5 separate regions of the Mus musculus genome follow, and all the other regions are linked to region 1. A link is a contact called in public HiCAR-type, Micro-C and promoter capture Hi-C data. All regions are on one chromosome and are shown on one strand. Each heading gives the region's core, a stretch centred on a gene start, on an enhancer-like site or on the middle of the called end of the contact. The rest is flanking DNA. Distances are from core to core; before and after follow the strand shown. Region 1 holds the start of Clock (circadian locomotor output cycles kaput). Region 2 holds the start of Hopx (HOP homeobox). Region 3 holds the start of Rest (RE1-silencing transcription factor). Region 4 holds the start of Srp72 (signal recognition particle 72). Region 5 holds the start of Kit (KIT proto-oncogene receptor tyrosine kinase).

Evidence for each region. Hi-C and Micro-C count contacts between places; a contact is called where the count stands out from the background. HiCAR-type assays count read pairs that join an accessible place to other places. Capture Hi-C pulls out chosen DNA fragments and counts their contacts.
Region 2: a contact with region 1 is called in a promoter capture Hi-C map of liver. The contact joins the promoter of Hopx here to the promoter of Clock in region 1. A contact is called at or near these places in 1 of 39 promoter capture datasets (cranial neural crest) and 1 of 9 other capture datasets (liver).
Region 3: a Micro-C map of embryonic stem cells shows a contact between it and region 1, with 4 times the contacts expected there. The contact joins the promoter of Rest here to the promoter of Clock in region 1. A contact is called at or near these places in 2 of 39 promoter capture datasets (liver and pre-B cells), 1 of 484 Hi-C or Micro-C datasets (embryonic stem cells) and 2 of 115 datasets of contacts at active chromatin or transcription factors (both in embryonic stem cells).
Region 4: a HiCAR-type map of astrocytes shows a contact between it and region 1, with 2.7 times the contacts expected there. The contact joins the promoter of Srp72 here to the promoter of Clock in region 1. A contact is called at or near these places in 1 of 39 promoter capture datasets (liver), 1 of 484 Hi-C or Micro-C datasets (embryonic stem cells) and 1 of 115 datasets of contacts at active chromatin or transcription factors (astrocytes).
Region 5: a contact with region 1 is called in a Micro-C map of embryonic stem cells, with 2.5 times the contacts expected there. The contact joins the promoter of Kit here to the promoter of Clock in region 1. A contact is called at or near these places in 2 of 484 Hi-C or Micro-C datasets (both in embryonic stem cells) and 2 of 115 datasets of contacts at active chromatin or transcription factors (large pre-B cells and stem cell-derived neural progenitor cells).

What each region holds. Positions count from the first base shown.
Region 1 is chr5:76,303,278-76,306,846 of GRCm38.p6, reverse strand. Clock (circadian locomotor output cycles kaput) reads left to right here and starts at 2,055. Exons shown (of 23, transcript NM_001289826.1): 1 at 2,055-2,192; 2 at 3,345-3,423. Gm7467 (predicted gene 7467) reads right to left here and starts at 1,971. Exons shown (of 1, transcript NR_152171.1): 1 at 1,320-1,971.
Region 2 is chr5:77,092,967-77,096,579 of GRCm38.p6, reverse strand. Hopx (HOP homeobox) reads left to right here and starts at 1,313. Exons shown (of 3, transcript NM_001159900.1): 1 at 1,313-1,429; 2 at 1,558-1,714. The coding sequence starts at 1,571.
Region 3 is chr5:77,263,403-77,266,786 of GRCm38.p6, reverse strand. Rest (RE1-silencing transcription factor) reads right to left here and starts at 1,293. Exons shown (of 4, transcript NM_011263.2): 1 at 999-1,293.
Region 4 is chr5:76,972,478-76,975,999 of GRCm38.p6, reverse strand. It overlaps Srp72 (signal recognition particle 72), which reads right to left and starts at 1,299. Exons shown (of 19, transcript NM_025691.1): 1 at 1,168-1,299. The coding sequence starts at 1,276.
Region 5 is chr5:75,573,281-75,577,172 of GRCm38.p6, reverse strand. Kit (KIT proto-oncogene receptor tyrosine kinase) reads right to left here and starts at 2,186. Exons shown (of 21, transcript NM_001122733.1): 1 at 2,055-2,186. The coding sequence starts at 2,121.

The DNA of each region.
Region 1 (3,569 bases), core at 806-3,305:
ATTGCTCTATGAACTGAGACTATTATCTGCAGTTTACATTTTTTTTTTTTTTACAGATGAATAACTTGAAGTTACATCATTTCACAGATGAATAACTTGATGAAAAGACAGTTGAAAAGAGAACCGGAAACACTTAGTTTAAATGACAACAAGGCACATGGTGTTTAAGGCCATGGTTTAGAATTGGGAACCTAGATTTAGGATTTATGAAACTATGAGGCAAAACTTTTGTTTACTGGAAACACAGTGTTAAAGTTGGGAAATTAAAAAAAACTTTTTTTTTTTAAATGAGGGAAAAGTCGTAAACTGAACCGTGGGAAATAGTCAGACAGTGACAGAGGACTGAGCAGAAAATCAAGGGATTATCAACAGGTCTTGGTAAATAATTAAACAGAGAATGTGAGCGAGGGAGGAGTCACAGGTGACTAAGAGGACAATGAAACCATTAAAGGGGGCAAAGGTCATTTTGATATATATATATATATATATATGTATATATATTATATATGTATATAGTGTGTATACACACACTAGAGGAACTATAATAGAAAAAGAGAATGAATAAAGCCAAAACATTTGACCCAGGGAAAGCATTCAAATTCATTTGGCTGCAACCTATTTACCAGCCTCAGTACCCTTACCTCCTGCCCCTTTTTTACTACCAGTGATCAAGACACTAACTTGTAGATGGCAGAAAAGCTCTTATTGGTTTTAAGCAATAAAACAAACACATTCACGAGTTTATTGATTACTTTAACTGAACTTTCCAAAGGAATCTAGCCCACATCGATTTCAGCGCTCATGCATCTAGGCTATATCACCATGTTTTAATCTGTTTTCTGGTTTTTCCCTTCGTGGTGCCTGCTCTTTCATTAGTCACACAAGAAAAGATTATTTTCTTTCAGTATCAGGTTCACTGGGAAACAATCTTCTTGGCAGTAATTGCCAGCCTGAGACAGAGAACCCAAGGTTTCCTCCTCCACAGTGTCCTGCCTGGACCACAAGGACAGAGTGGAGAATGGGTGGGTTCAAAGGACGTGAACCTAAGCGAGCAGCAGATGGATTAGGACAGCAGAAACTGTGCCTTTCGATGGCGAAACGGTACAAAGACTGCCAAGGAAAGATTCTCCTGGCAGGGTTCTGGCTACGTAGCCAGGAATTTGAGGATTCTCCTCCTAGTTCACATTGCTGGGGGGGGGGGGGGGGGATCGCAGCTAATTCCTAGTTTTGAAGTTGGTTTTTTTTTTTTTTCTTTCCTGAATATACACCAAGAACTTAATTCTTATTGAGACAAACATTACCTTGTAGACAGGATTTTTGGAGCTAAAGAGTATAGGTTTATTTATTGCCTTCTGTTTGCTGTACGAGTTGATTTTTAAAAGAAATTGCTATGAATTAGCTTCTTTCCCAGTAATTCGGGTGCAGTAGCTAAGAAACCAGTGTAAACTAGGGTCCTGGTTCATCCGTAGCGCCATGCTCATCTTTTGCAGTGCCTCCTGCCTTTTCATAAAAGGAGCAAACACATCCCGACCTTTTGCTTCCCTGGCTACAGCCGAGGTCACTTGGGTCGTCCAGGTCCATCTCGGGGAGCAGCCAGCCTAGCGTGTCTCTAGGAGCCGGGAAACCGAGTCCCAGGCATCCCACGAACCTCCAGGAGAGGAAACCGAGCACTGGGCTGGAGAAGTCTAACTTGGCGTAGGCCAAGCTCTCTGCTTTCCCGGGGACAGAGGCACCATTCCAGGCGGCGGCTCCCACTGGTTGGGAGCGCCGCATCCCGGGGAACCGCGAGCCGCCCAGGGCGCTGCGGGCGGCCGCACCCTCCGCTAGGCCCCGCCTCCCGGCCTGCGAAGGGAAGGGGGCCTCGGGGCATCCCGGCTTCCCTCGGCGGCCGTGGAACGAGCTCACGCCGGCCTGCAAGAGTGGGATTTCCTCGGGTGCCCGGGATCCCCAGGCGCGGCTTCGGGGCTGCCTAACGGGGAAAGTCGCATGCGCGCCCGGCGCGCTGAGGGAAGGCGGCCGCGAGGGGAGGGGCGAGTGCAGAGCCTGGCCGGCCGCGGAGCCCCGCGCCCACGACGCATGCGCCGGGAGGCAGCGCAATCACGGACTCGGCTGGCGGCTACCGGCTGGAGAGAGGAAACCCCGGACGGCGAGAGCGCGAAGGAAATCTGGCCGCCGCCGCGCACGCGCTCCCGGTGAGTGCGCCCCACCGGGTGGGCCTCGGCCCGGCGCGCGGCGGGCGGCTGGCCTGGGTGGCGCATGCGTGCTCCCGGGTTCCGTGGAGGAGGGGAAGGCCGGGAGGGGGAGGAGCGCGGCGGTAGCGGTGAATTTTGAGGGGTGGGTCGGGGGCGCGCACTCGCCGCCCCTGGTGCTGCCGGCTCCCGGAGCCGTGGCGTGTCCCGGCTGTCGCCGCTCGGCTGTCGCGAGCCGCCGCGGGCAGAGTCCCGGGCGGGGGAGGGAGGAAGCCGGAGCCTCAGGCACGGTGAGGACGCGGGAGGGCGCGGGGGGCAGTGTGTGGGACCGGGGCAGGGAACAGGGCGCGGGGCGCCAAGGGGGTGCGGGCCAGGCCGGGAGGCAGGAGCTGCGGCCGGGGTCCGGGGACGCGGAGAGCGCGGAGCTCTGGAGAGTCGCGCTCAGCCGGGCCTGCGCCAAGTGTCCCGGGGCCGCTGGGGGTTACCTGCAGGGCAGGGGGGCGCGGTGGGTCCCGCGGGCCCCGGGGGTTCCGGGGCCGCGTCGCGCTTGAGACTGGGCGCGGGGTTAGCGCGGGGCAGGCCGAGTCGGCCGCCGAGAGCGCTCGCGCCCGGGACCCGCTAGGCCTTGTGACCCACTTTATTCCTGTCACCACTCGGGCACGTTTGGAGCGGCGCCCAATGGGGCGCTGGGGCGGCCAGCTCCTCCGCGGAGCCCCCGCCCTCGCGGCGGCCGGCGCGCGCCGGGATCCGCAGTCCGAGCGGCGGCCGCCGCCGCCCAGGGCTGGTTCCGTTAATGGTCCTGGTTCCGGGGCTCGGGCCGCGGGCTGCTCTGGGCCCCGGGTGTCCGACTCGAGTCGCGTGCGCCGCGCCGGGCCGCGCTCTGCCTGTGGGGCTGGCCGTCCTGGATGTGGTCCTGGCTGTCCCGGTACCGGGAGTAGCGCCACGAAGTTTGTATCTTTGTGGGGTGTTTTCTGCCGCTGTGGAAGTCCGAGGTAGTCAGCAGAATCCTGAAAGATGAAGGAAGAGCTTTGGCCTCTGACCTGACAGATGACAGATCAGGCCGTGGTGTTTTGATATTGCAATGCCGAACCACACACTGCATGAAGCCTTTCTAGATGCTTTAAAAACAACAGACTCTGGTGTTTTCTATTGCAGTGAAAGAAAAGCACAAGAAGAAACTTTTACAGGCGTTGTTGATTGGACTAGGGCAACGATTCCCAAAATCACCAGCAAGGTAATTTCCCTTGATTGCATTGTTGTAGTTTTAAAAGCGACTAGAGAAAATTACAGACCATCCCCATTCATATCTGATTGAAAAAAAATGAATAGGCTGTAACTTAATTCGTGACTGTCTCTGAGTCCCACAGAACACTTGAAATC
Region 2 (3,613 bases), core at 64-2,563, 790 kb before region 1:
AACACATCAGAATAGGGTATCAGATCTCATTACAGATGGTTGTGAGCCACCATGTGTGGTTGCTGGGAATTGAACTCAGGACCTCTGGAAGAGCAGTCAATGCTCTTACCCGCTGAGCCATCTCTCCAGCCCAGGAAAGGTATTTCTAACCAGATGGGCCACAGCCTTGGTGCAGAGTCGGGGATCCTTGGTACAAATTTTAAGTAGAGGGACATCTAGTTCCCTGAAAATGATTTGCTGGTGACTTGGCAAATGCTTTGAGGCCCAGTCCCACGTAGTTGAAAAGTTCCTCCTGTCTGAAACCTCTTCAAGGGAACTAGAGGAGAGGTAAGAAGCATTGACTTAGGAAGTAGGAGGTATAAGCCACAGATGAGAAGGTGGTTAGCTCTGAGCACACTATCCAGATAGTTCACCCCCAGGCACAAACCACATCAAAACCCGCTCGGGACTCTGCGATTGTTAATGCAACAAGCCAGGGTGATTCCCACACTACTGCTTGGCTAAGCCTGGACAGAATCTACAGCCAAGAATATCTTGAAGACCAACCGTCTTTACCTCCTAGTTTTCAACAGGAAGCATAGGAGGAGGGAACACACCTGGTAGTTTTCTTAGCCCCAAGTCTGAAGCTATATTGGTGTGGCGCAGCAGGAAGGTTGTTGCTGCGATATGCTGACAACATTTGTTGCTGGAGAACTGGAAGCTGGAGGTGGACCTATTTTTCTGGGCTGAAGTCTGAGGTTCTAAATGATAGTTGATTTTGATCCTGATTAATTGGGTAGGTTTTGAAAGGTATCTCACACACATACAGGAGACCGCAGTGAGGTAGGTAGGCTCTTGGGATGGAGGCTTGGCATTTGGGGTTCAGCTGCCTTCCGCATGCTCATGGCTCAGCCTTCTCCACGCTACCACCCAGCCGTAAATCATAAATCATTATCGCTGTGTTTCCATTTCCGTCTCAGTACAAGTACATTGGAAAGATCTTTAAAGTATCATCCAAAAATTTTATAGCCGTTATTTGCGACTAAGCTGGCAATTTAATTTTCCCTCTGTGATTTTAATGTCCTTCACATTTTCTGCAGTACGTGCTATTTTTTAATCAGGGGGAAAAAAAAGAGTAAATATCCATTGGTAGTATTGTTTGTAAGTGCGGTCTCTTTTTCCCCAACTTGTGCAGTGAGCGTCTTTCCCCAAAGTGTGCGTTGCCCTGCGCTCCCTGGCAAGGCCCCCACGTGCTAGCCCGCGGCGGAGGCGGAGTGTGGCGGCCCGGGAGGCGTGCCCACGGCGACGGGAGCCCAGCCCCGCGAGTGTCCTCAGTCCCTAGGGCAGCTCCGGATCTCCGGAGGCAGCACTTGAGGCGCTTCCTCAGTATACTGTCCCCTCGGAGTGTCAGGCGGGAGGCGTCTTCTTCCTCCTCTCCATCCTTAGTCAGGTTGGGGACGGTCCCGGGGAAGGAGGGTTCCCCCCAAACTCCGCAGCCAGCGGCGCGGGGCGCCTCGGTGGAACGGCGGGAGGGGGCAGGCGGACCTCGCTCACCCGGGCCATCTGGTTCCCCTGCAGACGCGCACGGACCATGTCGGCGCAGACCGCGAGCGGCCCCACGGAGGACCAGGTGGAGATCCTGGAGTACAACTTCAACAAGGTCAACAAGCACCCGGACCCCACCACGCTGTGCCTCATCGCAGCCGAGGCGGGTCTCACGGAGGAGCAGACGCAGGTGAGTCCCCAAGCCTATGTATCCTCCGGGACTGGCGGGTTCCCGCGGCTGCCGCGGGCCTCCATCATATGTATCTCAGTCCCCAAATCATTCCGCAGTTCCCCGGGCGCCCAGCCCCTATCCACCCTACCCTGTCTCAACACCATCCTCTTTTTGGGTTTCCACTGCCTTCCAGATCCGGCCCCTTGCTTTCTCCTCCTGTAGTGGGAGCATCTCGCCTGCTTTCCTTTCGGTTTCCAAGCTCAGTAACTCTTCCCGCTGTGCTGGAAAGCTTCGGGAAGGTTTATTCTCATCAGGGTTGTCATGGTTTAAAGGGACGTTAGCGATCAGCTATAAGGTTGGTCTTCCGGTTTGTCAGAAGACAAAACTAAGGCGGGGGAGGGGGGTGGGGGCGGGCGGGAGGGAAGGGTACTGTCGTGGGGATAGGGATGGAGGACCTGACCTGCCAGGTTGCTCTTCCCGCCACATCACCACATCTCTGTGCTGCACCTAACAGGCACACTGCCATACTTCGGTTCAGGTTTTGTTGCTGTTTTTATTAATCCCCTGACTCTGAGCTTCAGGTTCAGCTTTAGAGTCTTTCTCTGGAATTTACCAAGAAGTAGCCCTCTGTTGCTATGGCCGCAGCACACGACCCCCTTGCATGATGATAATTTGTCTGTTCATAAAAGGCTTCCTCGCTATCCCATTATCCCCAAAATTTGCTTAGGGTAGAGATCGCAGTACCACCTGGCACAGTGTTGGAGCCTTTAGGCAACTCTCTCTCCAGTCCAATCTACCCTCTAACTTCTTTCTTATTCCCTTTGGTCGTGGAAAGATGATTTGCCACGTATGATAAACCATTTGGGAGTTGGTCCTGTTTCTCTCAAAGCATTTCACGCCTTTCAATTTTCCTCTGAGCTGGGATATTCTTATCCCTTCAGTTAATAGACTGGAGAAGGAGGGGCTTTGTCCTCTCTTCACCCTGCTCAGTTAAAGCTTAAAACCCTGTAATAGTGCTCCCTGGGCTATTAAAACCAGAATCCTGGGGGGCTGGTGAGATGGCTCAGTGGGTAAGAGCACCTGACTGCTCTTCCAAAGGTCCAGTGTTCAAGTCCCAGCAACCACATGGTGGCTTACAACCATCTGTAACAAGATCTGACGCCCTCTTCTGGTGTGTCTGAAGACAGCTACAGTGTACTTACATATAATAAATAAATAAAAAAAAAAAAAAAAAAAAAAAAAAACCAGAATCCTGAGCCCTAAGTCCTAGATGATCCTTGCTAAGCCGAGACAACTTGGAGAATTTATCCATGGGTAATCCTCCCGGTCCCGGATCAAATAGAAAGGCTATTTAACCAGAATCAGAACCCAATAGAAGATGATTTATTGTAACCCAAGTCTAAAAGCTCGTGTTTCTTGCAACTCATCAAAAGGCAAGCTGTTCTAGTCTTAGCATTAAAAGACCGTGCTATATTTAATGATGTAGATAGAGATGTCTCATGTTTTAAGAACTAGGCTGTTGGATATTATGGATGCAGTACCATCTAGGGAATCTAACCCTGACTTGGTCTCCAAGACTCTTCTGTCTGTAGAGCAGAATGGTCATGTTGCCTCTGTTGCATGGTGTTGGAGATCCAGGCTAGGGTCTCGAGCATGTTGAGCCCATTCTGCCACTGAGTGTGCCACCGGCCCCATGCTGACCTTTGGAGTGATAGATATCTGCCATATATTGTCTCAGATACTTGCTGAATCTTTGCTCATTTTGCCACTCCCTTAAGAGAGAAAGCACCATCAGAACAGAGAGCTCAAGTTACTGAAACTGCAGCCAGGGCACAGCCTGCCTCCGTATTGGAGACTCTAGGCCTCTCTCCCGTTCTCTATCCTCCCCTCTATCCGTTCCTCCGGAGGAAGGCTGGA
Region 3 (3,384 bases), core at 44-2,543, 960 kb before region 1:
CCCCACGCACCTCGGCAGCCACACTCCCAAGGAAATCTCCACGTCTCTCGGGCAGACTGTGCTAAGCACAGCCCGAGAGCAACGTGTTGCACCGAATTCCTATGTGCCGCTGCCACCAGCGCCGGCCTCGGCGGCGGCATTCCTAACTGAAATAGGCATTCGGCCATTTTCTCAAAATACCAAACACAAAGCAGCTCTTTGCAAACTTGGGCCCTCTTGCTTCCTCTCCGCCACCAACCCGCGGGCGGTGCCTGGGCTCGGACCTCACGCGCTGCCCACCACCCTAGAGGCGCCTCCCCGGCCGGCCGCGGCCCCGCAGCCCCCTCCCCCGCCGCCCGCCACTAGCCCGGCCGGGACTGGGCGGAAAAGTTACCTCGCTACCCGCGTCCGATCGGGCCTGTACCGGGGCTCCGCGGCGCCCTCCCGAGGCTGTCGGCCCCCGGTCGCTGCGAGGGGCCCCACGCGGGCCGCCACCGCCGCCCCCGTGGCCCGGAAGTTTGCGAACTTCGCTCCCCCGCTGCGCAGAGCCAGCGCGGGCCGCAGAAATCGCTGTCCAGCCTGCCGCCGGCGCCGCCCGTGCCCCGGGCTGAGTCAAGCGGGGCGGCCGCCTTCCGGCCCTGCTACGACTGGGGGGGAGGGGGCGGCGAGCCTGGGACGCCGGCGGGGCCGGGGGCGTTGGGCCCGAGGCGGAGGGAGGGCGGAGGGGGGAAGTTTCAGGACCGCGGTCACCAGCAGCGGCGCTCCGGCCTCCGTGGCCCCGGATCTCAGCGCCGTGCGGAAGGGCCTCCCCGTGCTCCGCTGGGGGCCGATGCCCACGCCGCTCCGCACCAGCCCCCGGCCCAGCCCGTGACTCGCTCCGTAACTCGATCCCGCCCCCGCCCGGCCGCCGCGCCGCCCGAGCCACAGTATCTGCAAATCAGCCCTGGACAGCGCCTCGCGCCGCTCCGCGCCTGCCCGCCGCCCTCCCCCGTCGCTCTCCTCGCTCCGCCGCGTCCTACCCTCTGAACTGTGCGCCCACGGTCCGCCACCCCCGCGTCGCCGCCGCTCCAACTCCTTTTCTTTGTTGCTGGACTTTCGGGGGAGGGGAGGGGAGGGAGAGCGGGGAAAAGTTGGGCGTCGAGGCCCTCGAGATCCCGGGGTGCGATCGCGGAGCGGGATCAGACCGCCGGCCCTGGTTCTGCCGTCGCTGCGGTCCCGGCCGCCCGGGTCTGGGGCCCGCGGCCTCGGCGGCGCTCCTCGGTCTTCTGCTGCTGCGCCGCGAGCTCGCGGGAGCCGCACATTCCAGCACAGGACGCTGCGCCGCGCACCCGGCCCGCGCCGTCGCCGCCCGCCCGCCCGCCGGACACGCCCCCTCGCCGTCCGCGCGCGCCCGCCGACACGCCCCCTTCCCCGCCCGCGCGCGTGGCCGCCGAGCGCGCCCCGCCCCTCGGTCCCGAGGCTCGAAGTGGACTCCTGGCCTGCCTGGGGGCGCGCCTCGGGGGAAACTTACCTAATCCGCCCGGCCCCCGACTCCCGCCTTAGGCTCATTAAAGGGGCGGAACCTACTCCCTGAGCTTCTTTCTTTTATAAACAAATAGCAGAAGTTAGCCCCAGCCTTACCCGGGCGTGCACGAGAATTGGGGTTGTTGGAGGAAAAAACGTGCAGGCATTGACCGCCCTCTTGAGAAGTATTGTCACTGGCCTCTTAAGTAAGGCTGAAGCCTCGAAAAATACTGTTCAGGCCTGGCGTGTGGGCTCTCGCCGTTAATCCCAACACTCAGAATGCTGTTGAGACTGGAGGATCAAGAGTTAAAGGCCGGAGTTCAAGATCAACCTGGGCTACTTAGGGACACTAGTGCAAGAAATTAAAAAACAATACAAAACCCGAAAATCGGCCCTGGCTGCACAAGTCTGTAATCCTACTTGAAAGGCGTGAGCACCAGGAGATCCAGGTCATTGACTTGACAAATTGGGGGGCCCGGGGGTGGGGGATTGCTCTTGTCTGCAATCAGACTCAGAATTCAGTAGACAGAGGCAGGAGGATTGCTGAGAGCTTAAAGCTTTAGTGTGCTATGTAAGAATTTTCAGGCCAGCCATAGCTACAAAGTGAGACCTTTCTCAATCAAAGAAACAAAATCTAAGTGCCTGCCTACACAGATCTTTATGCTTAACTGTAATTTTAAGCTTCATGAGGTCAAAATGCTTTCACATTGCAAACTCTTAACCAGGAGAAAATCAGTCCTTGTGGGGGTTGAGACAAAGCCAAGTCCAGTTCAGTACCTGACGTCTTATAATGGGGACAGGGAGTCTCAGGTCCTGTCCCTTCTCACCTGAAATGCTTTTTTAGCCTGCTTTTAATGTCTTCCTGGAAGTGGGCCTTGTAGCCTTTAATTTGTAGTTAGTGAACTACCAGCTAGAGTTTAAAGCTCTCGGCCGCCTTCAGGGCCCGGCATTTCCGGATCTAAATGTGTGAACCTCTCGTTGGCATTACTACAGAGGTAGCAGCAGGTGGGTGCTAAGAGGCTGGAAGCAGAGCTTCAGGTTTCTCTGACATTTTCCTTTACCTCTTTTCTGGCACGCTGTAGAACCCATCTTTCAAAAAAAAAAAACAAAACAAAACAAAACCCTACAATATATTACTAGTTGGTACAAAATTGAAGGCAAGGCGGAATGAAGGCCCTAAGGTACTTGACCACCAAAGATTTCAATGGCTGTTTTTTCTGGGACAGTCTCCCTACATAGTCTAGGCAGGCATCCAAATTGTGGTCTTTCCACCTCTGGAGTGTTGGTCTTACAGGTATAGGCCGCTGCGCACCAGAGTCTTTTCAGTGCAAGCTCCGTGCATTGAATCAGATTTGAAAAGAACTCTTAGAGGAATAAAATTGAGGAAGAGGGAAATGAAAAGCAAACGAAACAAGAACTCCTTCCCATTGAATTGGTGAAGAGAGAGACCAGGTTGGTGGCTTGGGTCAGTAATCCAGATACTTAGGGTTCAAGGCAAAAGGACTGCAGTTCAAAGTCATGTCCAGCTACATAGCTAGTCTGAGGCCAGGCTAAGGATACACAAGACTGGGGCTGGTGAGATGGCTCAGCGGTTAAGAGTACCGACTGCTCTTCCAAAGGTCCTAAATTCAAATCCCAGCAACCACGTGGTGGCTCACAACCATCTGTAACAAAAATCTGATGTCCTCTTCTGGAGTGTCTGAAGATAGCTACAGCGTACACAGACATAATAAATAAATAAATCTTTTAAAAAAATGCCCATGAGGGACTGCCTAGATTAGGCTAGTCGAGGTGGGAAAACCCACCTTAACTGGGTTTTCCCATTAAGAAAAAAAAAAAGATACACAAGACCCTGTCTCAAAGCAGAGTCAGGCACAGTGGCTCAAACCCACTGTGTCACCT
Region 4 (3,522 bases), core at 50-2,549, 670 kb before region 1:
CCCATAAAGAGATCAAAGGGAAATACAAAGAACTCAGGCGGCCACGGCTCTATGCCAACAGCGTGTCAAGTGTCAAAATGACTAGGACCATGGTTCCCCTCGCTCCTAGTCAACCACAGGAATCCAATTCTCACTTTACGAGTCGTCGAAGGGACTTCTAGAAATTAATAGACAGGGCTGAAGGGACAGTCTTGGCTGATCAAAGAAGTGCTACAGAGTTTTATACCGATACTAAATATTGGTTGTAGGCCCACTGAAGGGCTAAAGTGAATTCAAGTAAGTTTGGCAATCATCAATTCTAATTAGTAGCTGTCTTCCTTAATGCACTGTGGCCACTGTCACTACTTTTATAGGAACTCAGGAACCCGAAGGTTTAAAGTGTATATTACTGTGATAGCCTTTATGTAACTGGGGCTTTGTACAGCTGAAGGGTTTCATAGTTACATCACCAAACCTGACACACACAGGTGTATCTACTGTACAAAATATAGCACGGCCATATTACAGGCACATAGTGATGAATAACAACTTATGGAATCTCATACTGAAGGCAACTAAAATTTGAAATTATAACTTATGGGGGCTAAAAATGCAGGTTAGTTTCCTTACGTTATTTTAAATGTTGGGACGCTCACTCACTCACTCTCTGGCTAAACACTACGGGGAAGACTTTGTGCGTGGAAATGAATAACGACTTGATATTCACACCTTTCCAATCTGCAACGCTTCCACCTTGTCTGCAACAGAGCGGATGCTACGTGTCCAGACAGGTTTCCTTCCCCGGCCCCAGCCCCAGTCAACAAGTTTCCTCCATGACACTGTCCTGATCCCTTCACTCAAGATGAACGAAGAAAAGTCAATCTGACATCTTTGCAAAATCCCGCCGCGGAGACGACACGAAAAACATTTTGGGAAGCGGTTCCGGACGCCATGGTCTCTTTAAGTCCCCCCTCCCCCTCGCGCCCGGTCTCGCGGGGACAGAGGGAAGTACACGTGGCCTTAAGCGACCGAGCTCGGGCCGCCGGTGGCCGTGGGACAGCGACCCGCCCCCGGGCTTGGGGCCGAGCCTGAGGACGCAGCGATCCCCCTCCGCGCTGTGCCGAGGGGTCGCACGCTCGACCCAGGAGATGTCCTCCTCCCGACAACCCGGGCCGCCGGGACACTTACTCTTGTTGACAGTCTTGAGGGCACGCGTGAAGTCGCTGTTCTGCCCATAACGGTTCACCTCACTCCACAGCGCAGGGACTGACACCCCACCACTGCCGCCGCTCGCCATCTTGGAGGAGGTGGGGGTGAGGTGGGGGAGGGGGGTGGGAGGAGCAGGGCGACCTCTGCCCCGGAAGAGGATCTCGAAGTTGGCTCGGCGAAGGAGGAAGTTGATGGTTGCTAGGCGGCCGGGAGTCGCGAGCTGGTCTGTCCCAGAGCTAGCGTCAGAAATCGGTTTTTAATTTTTTCTGTCTTGCGGCAAGACATTTGTTTGCCTGACGCCCTTACTCCTAATCCAAAGGTGACTGGAGGTAGGAGGGGTCAGATTCAGAAGGCGCTCGCCGAAACTGTTAGCCCCAAGCCGCCGGCATTCTGGGGAGACCCCTGTGCTCCGACTGTGGCCGGGCGACAGTCTTTGGGAGAGAAAACTCCCGGTTCTTCGGGTGGTAGGAGGGGTACCTAATTTAAGGAACCGTAGAGAGGCTCTTGAAGGCGGCAGGTAGAGCCACAGCTGCTCATGGGTGCTTCGGGATTGCCATTTTAGGACACGAGCGGTGATTAGAACCTGGGACTAAATCTAGAAGTGAAGATAGGTCTGGGACTGACAAAAATACAGTGAACGGCACTGTTTAACCTCCCTTTGAGATCTAGTTTCAGGAGCAGTGTGGGCTGGAAGCCCGAGGAGATGAGAAGGACCAGGTTCTGAGGTGAGTATATTGACTTAGGTAGATGTCATACAATAAACTACGTCCTGGAGGCCTTCCTTAATGTACTTTAAGGAAACCTGTTCTTGCAGCCTAGCCAGTACACATTCTGCTTCCAAGGCTCGACTTCCTTGTGGAGAAGACCCGTGCATACTATGTAAGTGGTCTTAGCATTCAGCTACACCCTCTACAAGATTACACCATCTACAAGGCTCTCTATTCCTGAGTATTGATCCTTAAGTCCCCTCTCTTTGAACGACCTATAGTCCTAAGACCAGAGACCTTATTTACTTTGCTTACTACCTGGGAGACCTGAACCAAACCTTCCTTCACTTCCCCTAGACTCAACCTAATGTTCTCTTAATGTTGCTACTTAGGTTTTAAACCACCTATCTACTTCCTGTTTCTTGCCTGAGTCAAGTGCTGAAACGCTAGCTGATTGTCATATGTGTGGTCAGTATGATACATCAGACTGAACTTAAAAGAGTTTCTTTTGGGTCATGATTTCATAGATTTCAGCCACAGTAGGTTGGCTTTGTTGCTTTGGAACCTCAGTGAGGTGCTTCATCATGATGGAAATCATGTCGTAGTGGCCCTAAGCCGCTCACCTAATGGTTACTGGGAAGGAAGAAGCTGGAGAAGCCACAGACAAAATGTCAAGTTTTTAAAAAGTACACTCACGCTAGGCACCATCTCCTACAGCTGTGACCCCGCCAGGGGGGTTACAAATTAGATATTTAAATTACTATTCATAGCAATAGCAAATTTAGTTATGAAAGTAGCAACAAAATAATTCTATGGTGGTGGCTGTGGGGTCACCACAACATGAAGAACTGTATTAATGGGTCATGGCATTAGGAAGGTTGAGAACCACTGGCCTAGACGTTCCACCACCTTTAAACAGTGCCAAAGGAGCCTTGACAAAACACCCAAGACCCCAACTATAGTGTATTTCCCAGCTGCTGAACATGCAGTCGTCTATTAAATCACCCAGTGCTGTGTCCCCATCTTTGGGAATTTGCACTTTTATTCATTCAGTGAGTATCTCAGTGCTATGTGCATGCCTGTACTAGGAATTTACAGTTGCTGAGGTAAATAAGATGTCCAGTGTCCTTGGATTATGTATTTCCTAGTTAGATGAGATAGACAATAAACAACAATATACTAAGTGGTGGTAAGTTCTCTGAGGAACTGAGGATGACAATTGAGACTGGAGACCTAGTTTTTGTTTTTCTTTAAAGATCAGAAAGTCTGAGTATCTGCATCTGTCTTAGGTGCTGGCAGAGCCTCTCAAACGACAGCCATACCAGGCTCCTGCCTGCAAGAACATCTCGGCATCTGCAATAATGTCAGGGTTTGGTGTTTGCTGATGGGATGGATCCCAAGGTGGGGCAGTCTCTGGATGGCCTTTCCTTCAGTCTGCTCCATTTTTGTCTGTGTTTCTGTTAGACAGGAACAATTCTGGGTTAAAATTTTTGAGATGGGTGGGTGGCAGACCGCAACTAGGGGCCATGTCTATCTACTGGAGGTGGTCTCTTCAGGTTCTATCTCCCCACTGTTGGGCATTTTAGCTAAGGTATCCCCATTGGGTCCTGGGAGCCTTTCCCATCCC
Region 5 (3,892 bases), core at 937-3,436, 730 kb after region 1:
CATAAACAAAAACACAAAACTGCTTCCTGCAAAGCCTGGAGCAAAACCGTAACACACACACACACACACACACACACACACACACACCCCAAAAGGCCCTTAGACAAGAAAGCTGCTTTCTGAAATTGTGAACTCCTCAGATCCTTCGTGATGCAAATGTCTTCAAGTACCTTCCGTGGAAACCAAAGTCCCCCCCAACACACACCCACTCCCAATTTAAATGACCGCCCAAGGGCACAAAACCAAGGAGGCAGAATGGCTGAAAAGGAGGCCTGAAACGGGAGAGACAGAGAAAGGAATTACAACACACCCTGTGCCAGGAATCAGACCTTCAAATTCCCTCTGCCAAAAAGTTATTGGCCAGAGCAGACTAATCAGGGGGAAAATGCAAACCATTGACTCGTTTCTGTTTTCAAAAGGGAACTGTGATCTTTGTGGCGTTCCACCTTGCTCTAAAGCAGAACAAGGTGGAAAACGTAAAAGATCACTGGGGTCATTTTCAGCTAAGTGGTCAAATATGCCTAGGAATCTGAACACTCATTTGTGACCCTTGGTGACCCCTCTTCTGTGCGCGCAGAGGTCCAGATGCAAGACTTCCCCCACAAAAAAAAAGCCCTCTCCCAGCCTTTCAAAAGCATCTAGGGAGTGAGATCTGGAAAACGCAGTCAGCGGTGGGCTCAAAACAGGTCACAGAGATGCTGGCCATCTGACGCCTTATTGCAGCGTGCAGATTGTCTCTAGCCTATAGCATCAAGGTAACCTAAAAGGGTTTCTGGTTTTTGTTTTGAAAATGACCTAGGAGGGAGCAGGGCTTCAGGACTAAGCAGGCAACCTGCACGGGCAGTGCACCAGCGACACCTGGCAAAAAAAGGGGCAGGGCTGAGGAGCTCCGGAACCTTAAGATCTTGAGACCCAAGTTACCCTGCAAAAGGTAACAAGATTTTCCCAACAGCTTGAAGAAACAAATGCTATTTGCAGAAAGCTTACCCCTTCTCCCCCACCCCCTAGCCTCCCCAGGCAGCCCTGAGTATGGCTATCACGTGGGAGAGGGTTTCTGGATCTCGGGATTCCCCTCCAAAAAAAAAAAAAAAAAAAAAAAACGGCCACCTGCGATTACAAGTCGCATACACTGAAACCAGAGGTTTCCAAAGCTGGGGAGAACTGACTCGGTCCTGGTCCAGCGCGCACGAGGTGGCAAGAACAGCTGCGTCCCCGCACGCAGTCCCTGATTCCCAGAAGCTGGCGACCAACGTAGGCTACAGCAGCTCCCTGGCGCGTGGCAGCAACGAACACCGTGCGGCTGCAGAGAGGGGCGAGCCCCTAGCACGAGATTTACAAAAGGAAAAAGTCTGCAACCTAGCGGCTGCTCGCCACACGCCCGGCTCAAGTTGTCCCCATAGCCGCCACCTACAGGCTCGTGGGGTCCCGCCCCAGAGCCTCACGCCGCGTGCTCCCCGTGCAAAAAACGGAGTTGGGTGGGGGCAAGCAAGCCCGAGATTCGTCTCCTCGGGTGGCGCCGCGCACGATGAGAGCGGCTGCAGTTGCGTCCCCAGCACTGTGCACAAAGAGCGCCCGAGGTGGGGAAGCAGCGGCCGCAAGAAAAGGCTCTCCAACTTTGCCCGGCGTGTGTCCGGGACCCGTGGGCTGGTTGTCCCAGGCGTCGGTCACCCACGCGCAACTTTTAACAAAAAGGAAGCCGTGGCCGCACCTCGCTCGGAGAGAGGACGCTCTCGGTGCGAAGCCCGAGGCCGCCCGCCCCTGCCACCCGCGCGCAGTCGGCACAAAAGCATCACCAAACTCGCCCGCAGCCTGCAGCTCGCTGCCTGGGTTCCCAGAAGACCCTCGGCCCCGGGTCTCCACCACCCGGGCTGAGGTCTCTCAGCTCAGGTGAGCGAGGCGGGCCACCAGAGTCCCGCGGCCGCCTACCACCTTCGAGGTGGTAGGCATGGGAAAAGCCAACAGCTACCACTCCGGACGCACCCAGGTGGCACCCCTCCCGGACCCGGGCTGCGCCCACAGAGGGTGCAGTCCTCTTGTCTGCCGCTCTTTCCCACCTGTCTGGCCACGGAGCAGGACCAACAGGACGCAGAGCAGATCCCAGGCGCCGCGAGCGCCTCTCATCGCGGTGGCTGCGCTAGACTCTGAGCTCCTCTCTCTGCTACAGCTCTCGCCCAAGTGCACCGAGCGCGGCAAAGCCGAGCCCCCAGAGCCACTAGCGGCGCGCGACAGCCCCTCCTCCAGCCCTCCTCCCAGCTCGTGGCCACGCCCCTCCCTTCTCCCGCCCGGGTCGCACTCCCTCCCGCTGCCTAGTGCCCGGGGCTCTCGGGCTGCAATAAGCTGATCCCGGGGGCGCTGTGCCCTCTAAGACCAGGAGCCCCCACAGGCCCTCCACCCTGGATCCTCTTCCTCCTAGCACTCTCCCTCCATCGGTGGTCCTTCAGTCCAGGCGGCTGGCTGGCCACGCAGGTGCTGCCCGCGCTTTGTGAAGCCCAGCGCCACGAGCGCATTAGGTACGGGCCAGCCACCTGGCAGGTGCTCCCTAGACAATAAAGGACAACCACCGGTCCCTCCAGCAAGCTCCGGAGCGGGGAGAATATATTCGGCTTATGGTGGAGGTGTTACTAGTCGGGATTGCCGGGCGAAGGGATTAGGAAACTGGGTCCCCAACATTTATTTCTGTTCCTGTTGGTAGAGGAGGACGGATCGTGGCACCCCTGACCTCAGTAAAAGACCGAGCCCACGTTTAAGTAATTTTTCATGCTCAGTTTCTCCACCTGCTGCGAAACCTGTAAGAATACAGCTGATTTCTATTGGCCAGCGTGGACCTCCACCCAGCCAAGCTCCTGCTGAGACTTGTGGAAACTGGGCCAGTGGACTACAGAGGCATCCTGTGAAGGAGTTAGCTTTGAAACTCGGTTTTTAAAACCTATTTGCATTTGGGTGCCTTTTCTCTTGTGTTAATTATTTTTTTAATCTCACCCTCAACACCCCCCCCCCGCCCCATCCCCTCTGAGTCCCCCTTTCCCCAACTCGATCCGACTGTGGTCTGCCTTAGGAGCAAGATAAAAGCAAAATAATTTCCTTTTAAAGTTTTTTTTTAATGTGTATGAGTGTTTTACTTACATGAATATGTGTGTGTGCCACGTGTGTGACTAGTGCCCAGGGAGGTCAGAAGGATGTCAGATCTCCTGAAACTAGAGTTACGGATGCTTGTGTATCATCTTGTGGGTGCCTGGAGCCCAACTACTCTTGTTCTTTGTTTGTTTCTTTGTTTGTTTGTTTGTTTGTTTCGAGACAGGGTTACTGGCTGTCCTGGAACTCACTTTGTAGACCAGGCTGCCTCGAACTCAGAAATTCGCCTGCCTCTGCCTCCCAAGTGCTGGGATTAAAGTCATGCGCCAACTTTCTTGTTCTTAACTAATTGACCCAACTCTCCAACTCCTAAAGTAATTCTCTTAAGACAATTTCTACCTAGGGACATTTCACAGTCACTGTGGCTATCCGGGGGTGGACAGTAACAATCTGGGTTTTTATAGTATCCGGGTCTACAGTTAACGTTATGAAGTAGAGAAGATAAACGTTTGTTTTGGGGGTTCTTTAAGTCCCAAGATTGTACACTTAATAGTGTTTAAGTGTGAGACCTCAAACCAATATTTTTTCTGGTATCGTTTCCCCACATATTTTTTTATAATTTGTTTACTTATTTATTATTTGTTTATTGAAGGTGCTTCATGTGGGTGTCAGAGAACAACTTTGAAGAGTGTGTTCTTTCTCTCCACTGTATAGGTCCTGGGACTCAGGCACCTTCCAGCTTGGTAGCAAGAGCCCTAGACGGTCCAAATGAGTGGTCTCACTGGCATCCTGACAAATGGATTAAACAGCCCTACAGAAT